3 separate regions of the Mus musculus genome follow, and regions 2 and 3 are each linked to region 1. The links are chromatin contacts, called in public HiChIP or PLAC-seq maps. All regions are on one chromosome and are shown on one strand. Each heading gives the region's core, a stretch centred on a gene start, on an enhancer-like site or on the middle of the called end of the contact. The rest is flanking DNA. Distances are from core to core; before and after follow the strand shown. Region 1 holds the start of AU019990 (expressed sequence AU019990). Region 2 overlaps Shld1 (shieldin complex subunit 1). Region 3 overlaps 1700026D11Rik (RIKEN cDNA 1700026D11 gene).

The links. HiChIP or PLAC-seq counts read pairs in DNA pulled down with a chosen protein or histone mark.
Region 2: an H3K4me3 HiChIP or PLAC-seq map of bone marrow-derived macrophages shows a contact between it and region 1, with 6 times the contacts expected there. The contact joins the enhancer-like site here to the promoter of AU019990 in region 1. A contact is called at or near these places in 14 of 39 promoter capture datasets (the C10 cell line, the HPC-7 cell line, cranial neural crest and 9 more), 1 of 15 datasets of contacts at CTCF or cohesin (CD8 T cells), 39 of 484 Hi-C or Micro-C datasets (8-cell embryo, the AtT-20 cell line, CD4 T cells and 24 more), 19 of 115 datasets of contacts at active chromatin or transcription factors (the HPC-7 cell line, bone marrow-derived dendritic cells, bone marrow-derived macrophages and 9 more) and 5 of 9 other capture datasets (adipose tissue, bone marrow-derived macrophages, embryonic stem cells and 2 more).
Region 3: a contact with region 1 is called in an H3K27ac HiChIP or PLAC-seq map of the HPC-7 cell line, with 5 times the contacts expected there. The contact joins the enhancer-like site here to the promoter of AU019990 in region 1. A contact is called at or near these places in 1 of 15 datasets of contacts at CTCF or cohesin (CD8 T cells), 7 of 484 Hi-C or Micro-C datasets (CD4 T cells, CD8 T cells, the G1E-ER4 cell line and 4 more) and 7 of 115 datasets of contacts at active chromatin or transcription factors (CD8 T cells, the HPC-7 cell line, bone marrow-derived macrophages and 4 more).

The regions. Positions count from the first base shown.
Region 1 is chr2:132,596,167-132,600,286 of GRCm38.p6, reverse strand. It overlaps AU019990 (expressed sequence AU019990), which reads right to left and starts at 2,091. Exons shown (of 6, transcript NR_033468.1): 1 at 1,882-2,091.
Region 2 is chr2:132,701,703-132,705,822 of GRCm38.p6, reverse strand. The region is part of intron 2 of Shld1 (shieldin complex subunit 1); the gene reads right to left. Among named protein-coding and RNA genes, the nearest start is that of Gm38455, 5.1 kb to the right of the region's middle. Within about 2 kb of position 2,137, at least 9 of the 459 cell types and tissues checked have an H3K27ac peak or open chromatin away from gene starts, as enhancers often do. A contact at or near this core is called in Th2 cells and bone marrow-derived macrophages, where this site is marked.
Region 3 is chr2:132,510,737-132,514,856 of GRCm38.p6, reverse strand. It overlaps 1700026D11Rik (RIKEN cDNA 1700026D11 gene), which reads right to left. Exons shown (of 4, transcript NR_028286.1): 2 at 2,640-2,782. Among named protein-coding and RNA genes, the nearest start is that of 1700026D11Rik, 22 kb to the right of the region's middle. Within about 2 kb of position 2,301, at least 100 of the 459 cell types and tissues checked have an H3K27ac peak or open chromatin away from gene starts, as enhancers often do. A contact at or near this core is called in CD8 T cells, the G1E-ER4 cell line, the HPC-7 cell line and 5 more, where this site is marked.

The sequences.
Region 1 (4,120 bases), core at 842-3,341:
AGTTGAGATGGACTAAATGTCCTACTAATAAACAGTCGCTATGGGCAACATCCCCATGTTTTCTTCCTGGTTTGGGATGATGTAATTGTCAGGTATGCTGTAGAGGTAGAAAGAGGGAAAGTTCTTTTCTTTCAGTCTTCCTGCCTAAAAACACATAGAAGTTTAGGGATGTGGCTCAATCGGTAGGCTGCTTGCCTAGAAAAAAAAAAAATATATATATATATATACACACACACATATATATGTGTGTGTGGTAATTGTTTTCTATTTAGGTCATTTTAAAATGTAGGAAAACTCTTTTAAGGTAAAACTACTTTTTAAAAAATTATCTCATTTTATGTGTATGAGTGTTTTACCTGTATGTATATCTGTGAACCACATATGTGCCTGGTCCCCTGGAGACCAGAAGAGGGGGTCAGATCCCCTAGAACTAGAGTTACAGTTGTGAGCTGCCACGTGGGTGCTGGGAACTGAACTCAGGACCTCTGAAAGAGCAGCCAGTGCTCTTAACCACTGAGCCATCTCTCCAGCCCCCAAAGTAGGAAACTTCTAATCTGTTTATTATCTCCAGAATTAAAGTCTAGTCAGTAGTGATGTGTGTGTGTGTTTAATGTATTAGAGAAGCCTTTTGAAGAGCCTACTCACACAGGCTTAAAATCTACATTAATATATTTTTAAATAGCTCTGATTCTGTCAAAAAGAAAGGTGGGGAGTGGATGGGGAGGAAGACCGAGGAAGGCACTTGTGAGCAGCAGCAGAGCCCTCTAAGGTCTCCCAGCTCTGGAGCATTTATTGACCTTGTATATCTTGCTTTACTTTCCCAACAGTGGAAGCGCTTGGAGCCGCCCGTTCCTACAGGACACCAGTAAAGAAGGCAGGAGCTCAGGATTGGCCAATGTGGCTGACTCACGAAGCATGGAGTGTGGCAAGCTTCCACTGTTGCATAACAAAAGCAGAGCTGTGCTTGGGTCTCATGGCATTTTGTAACTTCTTTCAGAAGTTTACCAGATGCTCCGTGTTAGAGATGGGTCTGATGTAATGTCCCGCAGAAAAACTAAATGGGACAAAAGCCATGGAGTACCACATGTCTGTGGTCACTCAGGAAGCCAAGACAGGAGGATGTCATGGGTTTATGGGCAGCATGGTCTGCAGACCTTGTCCCATAAAACCAAAAAGATAAAGAGGAGGAATTGGGAAGGTGTGGGGGGGGGGGGGGCAGGTAGTAATCAGAAACTCCTATCTTCTATAAAAATAATTCCTCTCACAAAGTAGGGGGGAAAAACAGTCTTGACAGATATAGTCTGGTTAGCTAGGAAAACCTCATACCCAGCAATCTGGCCTTTATGGTGAATTTTTAAATTAAAGGCTGACTAGGTATAGTGGCACACATCTTTAATTCCAGCACTGCACAGGCAGAAGCAGGCAGATCTCTGTGAGTTTGAGGTTAGCCTGATCTACAGTTTGAGTTCTAGACCTGTGAGGGCTACATAGTGAGACCCTGTCCAACAACAACGGGGGGGGGGGGGGGGGGGAGAGGAAGGGAAGGGAAGGGAAAGGAAGGGAAGGGAAGGGAAGGGAAGGGAAGGGACTTTAAATAGTTGAGGCTGAGGGTGTATAGCTCAGTGGGAGAGCATTTGCTGAGGCCTAGGGTTAAGCCTCAGCAACACAAACTCTTAACAACTGTCAATGGTACCAGTGTTCCTTTTGATGTCACAATGTACCTTTTGAATTTCCCACTGAGTCCTGAAGCAGGCCATGAAGGCCATGAAGATGGCAGGAGAAAGCATATATCTCAACTCTCCAATTTCTTCCTTAGAAAAACGACTATAAACAGCTTCCTTCCAGAATTCCTCAAGGACTTGGGAGCCTGGGAACACTGACCTTGTGGGATCTGTTGATTCACGTTCTCAATGCAGAAGTCAGTTCATTTGTGTGGAAACACTCTGCTGACCCAGCTCTGTCCCTCAAAACATGCAGTTTCCTCCTAAGGCCTCTATCTGCCCAGGCACCACTTCATGACTTAATTTCCTGATTCTTTCAGCACTGGGGCTCCAACCTGAGTCCTTGCATATCATAGGCAAGCACTCTACCACTGAGCCACAGCCCTGGCTCTTCAGATTATATTGATGCATACTCTGAGGGTGGTTCTTTGGGGGCTTCCCTGTGAACTAGAACTTCAGGGTCAACTCAGGTCACCTGTGCTTTTCTGAATGCTGGAAACAGGTGAGGCGTGCCAATGCATTCAATTCTGCTGAATACTTGGCTGCTGATCAACATCTAGGCCAAGTGATTTCAGGAGCATAATTATGCCAGGTGTGATGGTACCTGCCTGTGATCCCAACCTCAGGGAGGCAAAAGGATTTGGACTTTCAGGACAATCTGGGCTGCAAGTGAGATGCACACAACACAGAAGCAACCAACAAAGCTAAACAGCATAATTGTTAGATGTGTTGTGTGCTCAGGATGAATGACAAAGGGTCTTGCCATGAGCAGCTGTCCTCCTCATGGACCCTAAATGTCTTCTCAAGGACTAAATGAGCTGCACTGATGTGGCTCTCGAATGTCTGCTTTCCCAGAAATGTTACAATTTCAAAGCGCCAGAATGCAATCTGGAGACTCATTCACACATTCACAGGCATTTAAGTTGAGTTCAGATCTTCCTGTCTTCTTCTAATGTCCATCTCCTGGGACCTGGTCTTAGAGAAAGAGAACACAAGAATAACAATCAACTCTAGTGAGAAACACAGGAAAGGAGGCTTACCATGAGAAAACTCTCCCACTGTCTCCGTGCTCTGCTGAAGACAGCTGTGTCACTGAGAACCCAGCCTACAGCAAAACAGGAACTGGGTAGCCAACTACTTTCACTGAAGGGGTCTCGAGAGCAACCTCCTTTTTTAGCGTCATGTGCTGACGTGCGTTTTCCGAATTAGGATCTGAGTGCAACTGTGAAAGGTCACTTGCAGCAGACTTCCATGCAGGAAAGAGGCATGAGGCTTCCCGGTTTTTGTCAGCCCTAACACGATTCTTAAGACACTCAATTGGCTCAGCTGTAGAAAAAAGAAAGGGGGGGGGGGCGCCTTGGGACTGTGGGATTTACTGTGGTGATAGAAAGAGAAGAGCCAAGTCATTAAGGAACAAAGGAACTGATTTCAGATAGGATGAGCAGGACAGGCTACTCTGAGTAGTAAGCTAAGACTTAAAAGAAGAGAAAAATACATGGGGAGAGTTTCTAGGAAAATGGAACAACGTACGCAGAGACCCTTTGGCTGGCCAAGATTAGTGTTGAAAGCCAAAGACAGTGACACACAATGAGTTTGAGAAGATGGTTAGAATTTTTGGAGCTGGGGGGATACTTCAGTAGTTAACAGCTCTTGCAAAAAAAAAAGACCCAAGATTGACCCCCATTAACCACATCAGTGGCTTACAGATGCCTGTAGCTCCACTCCAGGGATTCCAATGCCTCTGGCCTCTGCGGGCACCAGCACTCATGAACACAGACGTGAGTGAATGCATGTTCATAACTTTTAGAAAGTAAAAATTTAAAAATCCTCACTATGTAGCCCTAGCAGCCTGGAGCTTGCTATGTTGATAAGGCTGGCCTTGAACTCTGTCTCTAGAAACCTTACCTCCAAAACAAAACAAAACAAAACAGGTTGGCCAGAAAAAGAGGCAGGCAGGAATAGAGGTGGACATGTTTGTGGTGGGCTTTGGAGACCGAATAGGCAGCACCTTGGATGTATTGGACTCAGAGGGGGGTGGGGGGAGGAACAAACCCAAGTAGGGCATCTACATGATAGATGGTACTGTTTCGAGACAGGAAAGGCTTAGGGTGGAGCAACAGGTTTGGATGGTAAGGAGCAAGAGCAGGAGGTACTTCTGGGTGTCTGTGGAATCCCTTATGAGAATGTCAACAGGACAGGTTGGATATAGTCATCTCAGGCTGCAGGGAGAGATCAGGGACAGGGACCTAAATGTCAGCACATGGCCTCTGATGACATCAAAGCCAATGAACTGGATAAAATCACACAGAGGATCATAGACATGATCGAAGTGCTCCAGACCCTCAACATTCAGAGGCTGAACAGTGGCCGTAGCAAACAGCCAAGGATACAGCAAACAG
Region 2 (4,120 bases), core at 888-3,387, 110 kb before region 1:
TGTTAAAATTATCCCTGGAACCTCAACTTGGGACAATCAGGAACATCCTACAGAAACAGCATAGAAGAACTGGAATGTAGAGTATTTTCAGAAGTCAGGAATGTGTATTACACTTCCAAATTTAATTTTAAAGTTGTTATTTTTCAAGATTGTGTCTCACTACGTAGGTTTGGCTGCCCTGAACCAAATTTAACTAAACACACACACAAAAAAAAAGTGACATCACTTTGCCAACTTAAAATCATAATTCAATATAACGACCATGGCCAAGAGTTGTCCACAGCCCAACACAGGAGGGCACACAAAGCAAAGGCCAGGAAGAGGCTCAGCCCTGCAGAGCTCCAACTCAACGTGGTGAGTGCCATCCTGGCACCAGGCCAGCAGCCAAGAAATCTTCTGGCTAATGTAACCATGAATGAAACAATTCAAGGAAGAAAAATAGAAAGGCTTGAAGACCATTTACTATAAAGTACAAAACTCGAGTCTTTAAAGACACCGTGCCATCTTACTAGAGAGGGTAGAGAAAGGCTGACAGCTATCACGACCACCACCCTCTGCTTTCCCTGACCCTACATTTCCCAGTTCATACCCACTGGACACACAAAAACAAAGACTTGTACATAAATAGGAAATATTGGTGTCTTGGCTGATCCGCACACTATAATCAGGCAAGATGGCTGAAGTCAACTTTCCCGTAGTCACTCTGCAGTGATGCAGGAATGCTGTCAGAAGCAGATGAGAGTACCTGGGAGCCAGCATGGTGGCTCATGCTAGCACTCAGCAGGCATAGGCAGGAGGATTACAGCAAATTCAAGGCCAGTTTCTGCTACAAAGTGAGTTATAGCCTCGCCGGTGCTACAGAAGTGAGATCTTGTCTTCAAAACCAGAAGAACATGAAAACCCCTGGGCCTACACTGTTATTATTCTATCATAATTCCACTGTTGGGACTGGAGAAGTGGCTCAAAGGTTAAAAGCACTGGCTCCTCTTTCAAGGATCCAAATTCAATCCCCAACAGCCATAGAGACTCACAAACGAGTCTCAGGGTATACAACACCCTCTCTGGTTTTTCCAGACATTGCATTCATACATTAAATGACATTCATGTTAGAAACACACACACACACATCACACACTTTCTTTCCATGTATATATGTATGTATATATATATATATGCATTATATATAATTATATATAGAAGAAAAATATACCTTTATATATAGAATAATTTAACTTCAAAGAAACCAAACAGTAGAAATGTATATATCCTCTCTATACATAATTATATGTACATGTAGAGAGAATACATACATATCTATATGTATTGGTTTCTTTGAAGCTAAATTTAATTCCTTCATAAATTAGAAGGTAGTTTGTCAAAACTGATACCTGACTCATAAGGTTAGAATAGATTTTGAGCTGTTCTCTTCAATGCTTCCAGTCATCCCTTCTCTCAGAACCTCTCTCCATGCCAAGGCTGGTCCCTGGCACCTGTTCTAGACAGAACAGATCATCTTGGTGGGTAAGGCTTTGGCTGAGGTGGGTCAGTCAGTGGTGGAGCCTGAAGAGGCAGCTCCTGACACCGCCATCAGGAAGCAGAGAGGGGTCAGGCTGAGGTAGGGTTAGGCTGTAAGTCTTTCAGCCAGGTAGGCCTTATATACCAAAGATTCAAACCCCTGCTAGGAAAGACCAAGTGTTAAAACATATGAACCTGCGGGTGACATTTCACATGGAAACTGTGATTGTTACCTGAGAGGCTAGTGGTGTGGGAGGTGAGCGCTCTCTCTCACCCACTGTGCCCAACTTCACCAGGTAGTGTTACTGAGACTCACAGAGAGACAAAGCTTAGAGACATTAAGAACTTGCCTCAGAACACCAGGCAAAAAGTGATAAAACAGTGGTTCTCAGCTTTCCCAGTGCTGCGACCATGTAAAACAGCTCCACATGTTGTGGTGACCCTCAACCATATAATTATCTTCATTGCTTTTTCATAACTGTAATTTGCTTCCATTATGAGTCGCAATGTATATATCTGATATGCAGGATATGATATTCGACCCCTATGTAGGGTTGTCCCACCCTGCAAAGGGATCTTACCTCACAAGTTAAGAACCACTGTCCTAAAACCTCAAAGGCCATACTTCCTCCCACTCATTGAGGAACGAAGGTCATCAGGGCCAGCCATCAGTCTGCCACATTAAGCTCATGGCTGTCTAATTACAAATTTGACAGAAAGTTCAGATATTTATATTCCTGTCTTGTTTGCCCCAGTTTTCTTTTACTCTTCCAAAACAATTAACATGCTGAGCATGGTGATGTATGCAATCTAAACACGAGGAGGCTGAGACAAGAGGAGCAAGTTTGAAGTCAGCCAGGTCTCTACAGGAAGTTCCAGGCCAGCCTGGAAAAAGATCCCAGCACTAGGAAGTTCAAGACCAGCTGGGCATGGTGGCAAAAGCAGATGGATTTCTATAAATTCGAAGCTAGCCTGGTCTCCCTAACAAATTTTAGGATAGTCAGAGCTACAAAATAGAGAAACCCAGTCCAAAAAAAAAAAAAAAGAGGTACAAGTTCAAGTAGCCATCCTTAGCTACTTAGTGAATGCAAGGCTAGCCTGGGCTTCCTGCGATGTAGTGTAGGAGATAGAGACAAACATAAGACTTCTAGAGAGATTTATTTCTTTCTTTTCTGTTCTTTCTTCATGTGTATGAGGTGTGTACGGGCATGCCCTTCCAGGGGCCGGAGGAGGATACTGGATGTCCTGTTCTGTCACTCTGACATAGCCCCTGACACAGAACCTGGAGCTTGCTGTTCTGCTCAGTGTCAGGCCAGCACGCCCCGACCTCCTCCCACAACCCAGGTTACTGGTGAATGTGGCCGCTCTGCTTTTTACAAGGCTGCTGGGGTCAAGCTCTGCTCTCCACGCAACCTTTCCCTCAACCCAGTCTTCGTTGTTTATTCTAGTGTGCTAAGAGGGTCTTCCTGTACAGCCCAGGCTGCCCTTGAACTCAAAAGGAAATGGAAGTCGTGGCTTTAAGACTTCTTAGATTGGGGGTTGGAGACATGGCTCCGTGGTTAAGAATGTGTGCTACTCTTGCAGAGGACCTGAGTTCAGCTCCCAGCACCCACGTCAGGCAGCTCACAACCTCCTGTAACTCCAGTTCCAGGGGATCTAATACCCTCTTCTGACCTGCACATATATACATAATTAGAAAATTAAAAATGTCTCCAAAGAAAAGAACTCTTAGATTTAGGAAGGCATGGCAGCGTGGACTTGGGATCTCAGTACTTCGGAGGTGGAAGCAGGGGGGTGAGGAGTTTAAAGTCAGGCTCAGATGCTTAGTGAGTCTGGAGTCAGGAGGGAGAGGAAGAAGCACCCGCTGGAAGGAGCTTCAGGATAGAAACTTGCTATGCATAAGGCCTCCCGTCCAACCCCCAGCACCGGGGGCGGGAAGCTTGGTATCAGGTCTGTAATCCTGGGTATCAGAGAGAATGAGTCAGGAAGAAGCCCAGATCAAGGCCTGCCAGGGCGCTAGAACAGGTCTGTGCCAGCCTGGGCAATCTAGTGAGGCTTTGTCTTGAAATTAAAATAAAGGATGAGGGTGGGCAGAGGATAATGGCCTGAGGGGTGCTCACCCAACATGCACTAGGCCCAAGGTCAACCCCCATTATTGGGAAGGGAAAGGAGGGTGGGGATTTTTTTAATGCCATCATCTTATCAACAGATGAAAGTGTACATCCTTTGGTCTTTCCCAAAGAAAAAGTCTAAGCCTTATAGGTAAATGCATGGACAATGCCATGAACATGCTCTTAGACCACATCGCACATGCATAGTGAACACAGCTGACATTGGGGACAGTGACAAATTAGCTGCTCAAGTTCCAGCCTAAGACCTCATTTCAAAAAAGGAGTCTCTAAAAATGTTTAATTCTACCCCAGTAGACAGCTTCTATAAAGAGAGGGGCTGGGTGTGCAGTGTGTAGCTCAAGGCTGAGCTCTTGCTTCACATGTGCCCCGAGTCTTGAGTTCCACCCAAATGGTGCTTGTGTCTGTCTGGGTGATGGCAGGGGTGGGGTGTGTGTGAGGGGGTGGGGTGTGGGAGGGTGCGGTTGTCATCTTAA
Region 3 (4,120 bases), core at 1,052-3,551, 86 kb after region 1:
CAAGGGCAGCAGGGCAAAGGGTAGATGTGCTGAGTAGAGACGGATGTGAGAACAGAGCCACTGGCTTGGGTGATGTTGGCAAAGAAAAATGAGTCGCTTGAAACGTGCCCTGAGCCAGGACATTAGGGCAGCAGCAATTGGGAGCACAGAACACTCAGATCCAAACAGCTTCAGTTAGTGACAAAAGGTGGAGATGCTACTGAGGGAGACTATATACTCCTGTATCCAAGTCGCCGAGCTCCAAGACCAGCTGTACTCGGGCCCCATGTGCTGTGAGGCTGTGCTGGCACAGAGCCCCACAGCACACAAAAACTCATGCTTCCTGCAGAAGGAGACCAGGGAAGCAGCTCCGGCTATTGGGTATTTTTATTTCTTGTCACACATGCAGATCTGCATGGGTTGAACAGCCAAATAATTTCAGATAGAAGCCACCGTGTGAAGGGTGCCCTGACTGACCCCACCCCCCACCCCGTTCTGGGCTGTGTCCCAGTGACATTGCTGCCCACAAATATATGCAGGCCGAGTGGAGGAGGTGGCCTCAGGAGCCCCTGGCTGGTTTACAGGTAGGTAGCCGGCCATGACCCAGCCTGAGTGACCAGTGACTGTAGAGTCAGAGACTGCTTGTCACCTAACCAGCCCTTTAAGTTGGTCTGGTGGCAACATGCATCAATCCTCATGGTTTACCTCTCCTGCTCCTGAGGGGGAGGGCATGGGGGCGGGGAAGAAGCAGCCACACCTCCTCATCCATCTGCACCAGAGGCTCTCAGAAGACCAAGTTCTCTCAGAGATCTGTCCTCCACCCCCTCACACCTGCCATGTCGCCGGCTCTACCAACTCCTTGCCAAAGTACCCTGCTGTCTTCCTTCCGTTCTGTGAGGACACAGATCTCAGGATGGTTGGACTGTAGGGTTTTTTTATTTTTTGTTTTTTTTTTTTGTTTTTGTTTTTTTTTCCAGCAATCTGGGTCATGTTGTCCCTCTCCAGGGGAGGCTTTTCTGGTGGCTTCCCAGCAGGCCTTGCTTGGCATAGTTTCTCCTTCTGGGCTTCTCTCTGTACAGTCCCCGGGGCTCATTCTCGCTGTCTTAGCTCTTAGCGGGGTTTTGTTTAAATCTGTTTTTAGCATGAAGGGATCTGGAGGAAGGGAGAAGAGCTATAGCCCAGGCTCTCATGATACCTAAAATCGAGGTATCAAACATTGTTTTCTGTACCTGAAAGAACACATAAATTGTGCAAATGATGCAAGGGACAGCTGGGCTAGGCTGGGCACTATGACAGCGCTGTGACAGTGCCCAGCCCAGCTGTACACACCTCCTCATACAGACCCCACGGCTATTTCTTCCAGTCTTTTTCCGCCCCTGCCATCCCCAGCAATCCTATCTGGCGAATTCCCATTCTCCATCCTTTCCCTTCTTCATATGTTGCCTATAGTTTTTGTTTGTTTTGTTTTGTTTGTTTGTTTGTTTTGCCTTGGTGCAGGCAATTTTGTGCATCTTTTAAGGGGTGTGGCCCTCCAGCCCTTATCAGGGACTTTGCTACATCGAAACATGTAGTTGTTTTTGGTTTGCACATCTCTACTGCTACAAAGGCGTTGGTCTCTCACACTGTTCCTACCATAGTTTGTCTCTCCTGCTAACGCACACTTTGCCGTTTCTTTTCCCCATGAATGCACAGTTTGCCGTTTATGTCTCCCGTTAACGTACAGCTGGGTTCCATTCAGCTTTGCTGCGCTGAGGACGATTCCCCCTTCCCCTCGGGTTCCCATGTCAAGATGTCTGGCTATGAAATTGCAGCCTCCACTTCACTGGTAAAGGCCAAAGTGACCCCACCAGTTTATGTCCTCCATCCCATCCCTGAAGTGCCTGTGAGTTATCCACGTCTAAGCAAGTGCTTTAGAATGGCTGCCCACGGGGGATGTAAGCCATGCACAAGGAATCCCCTCTCCTCTCCCTTCAGAGCCGTGGAAGCAGTTTTCACTGGCTTGGTGCTGTTTGCTCATCTTCAAGTGAGTCCCGGGAGGGAGGGGCTCTCCTGGAGACGCTCCCACTGAACGGACCCAGAGGTGCTCCAGGCTGTGAGGGCTTGGAAGGTTCTTGCTCCGTGGAGCCCCTCCACAACACTCAGGATCTAAAGCGACAGGAGCTTGGTCTCTGGAACTCGACCACGTGAGAGGGACTTCCTGACTCTGAAGACTGGGCCCCCCCGCCCCCCCCCCCCCCCACACACACACGGAGAGAAGATGAGCCTTTAAGCCCAGGGCGCAGCTGCTGCTCAGCCTGGTGTCAAAAGATAAAGACGCAAACAGGAAACCACAGGCCAACGCATCTTACTAATACAGATTCAAAACTCTTCAACAAAGAGATAGCAGAGGGATCTTGCAGCAGCACAAGATTAAGATCCTCTTAACACTTGAGGTTCACCCTTGGAACCTAAGGCATCAAGATGTGAAGGGCTAGACTCAGGGACAGGCTACCTCAAAAACAAGACCGATGCAGAAAATTAATAAGGCACATCTTAATGAGATAAATGTTTAAAAAACACATGGCCATCCCAATAGACACAGAAAAAGTATGGGGTACATAAATCTAGTGCCTCTTCATAAGGAAAACAGTTGTTGAGGGAGGACCAAAAAGAGAACACACCTCCTGCCGATAGAGGACACCCATGAAAGCCCACAGATGAACAGGAAGACGAGGATACCACCTTCGAGAGATATTTCTATTCAACAGTGAGTTGGACGTTCTAGGAAGAAAGTTGGCAAGAAGAAGAAACAAAAGGATTCCAACTGAAAAAGAGGAAATAAAACTACAGTTATTGACAGGACACTTCATCTTATGCCTAGAAAATTATGAAAATGTCACTAAAAACGATGGCTTGTCAAGACTGTAGAATGTAAATTCAATATATAAAAATAACCATTCCTCTATACTATCAACAAAAGCAATTTAAGAAAATGGTTCTATTTTTTTAAATAGCAATCACAGAAAGCAAAATATGTAGGAATACATTTTTTAAAAGTATAAAATTTATATTCTGCAAAAAATACAAAGCAGCATTCAAATAAAGAAATTTCAAGTAAGTGAAAAGACAGCCTTTGTTCATGGGTCAAAAGACAGAGCAGGGATGACTTCCCCACAGTGCTGTCATGAACAGGGCTGCTCCCCCCCCTCCCCCCCCCCCCCCCCCCCGCCCTCCACCAGTGCTGTCATGAACAGGGCTGCTCCCCCCTCCCCCCCCCCCCGCCCTCCACCAGTGCTGTGGTGAACAGGGCTGACTTCCCCACACTGCGGTAATGGCTAGGTTGTTTGTTGTTGCCGTTTTGCATTTTCTTTGTATTTCCTAAGATTACATTTTTTTCCATATTTCTTCACATTCTAAGTTTTCCTCCCCCAACTCCCCCCAGGTTCTCCCTACTGTTCCACCTCCCTACTCCACACCCTTTGTCTCTTTAAAAAACAAAGAGCCCAAGAAACAAACAAAAAACCAAAAATTGAAACAAACAAAACACCAATAAAACAAACAGAAAAACAAAAACAACAAAAACCACCTCCAAAGCCCAAACCTAGCAAAATGAGTTAAAAGAAAAAGCTTCTCCGAAAACACCGTTGAGTTGGTTTTGTGTTGGCCAACTACGCTTGGCATGGGGCCCACCTGGGTGCACTCAGTGATGCTCCACTGGAGAAAACTAATTTTTCCTTTGCAAGTAGATATCAATTGCAGGTAGTTTCTTGGTTAGTGGTGGGAACCTGTGTCCACTTCTGCCACTCAGTACTGGCACCCTGTCTGGCTTGGACCTGTGTAGGCTCAGTTTGTACTGCCACAGTCTCTCTGAGTTCATAGGTGTGCAGTCCTGCTGTGTCTGAAAACCACTGTTTCTTGGTGTCCTCCGTCCTTTCTGGCTCTTATCTTTCTATCTTCTCTTCCACAAAGAACCCCGAGCCTTAAAGGAAGGGGTTTGATGAAGACATCCTATTTAGGCTTGGGCACTCCAGTCTCTCACTCCCTACACGTTGTCCAGTTTTGGGTCTCCATGTTAGGTTCTATCTACTGCAAGAAGCAGCTTCTATGAAGGTGGCTGAGTGAGGAGAGTGATCTGTGGTTGTAACAGGATGATATTAGGAGT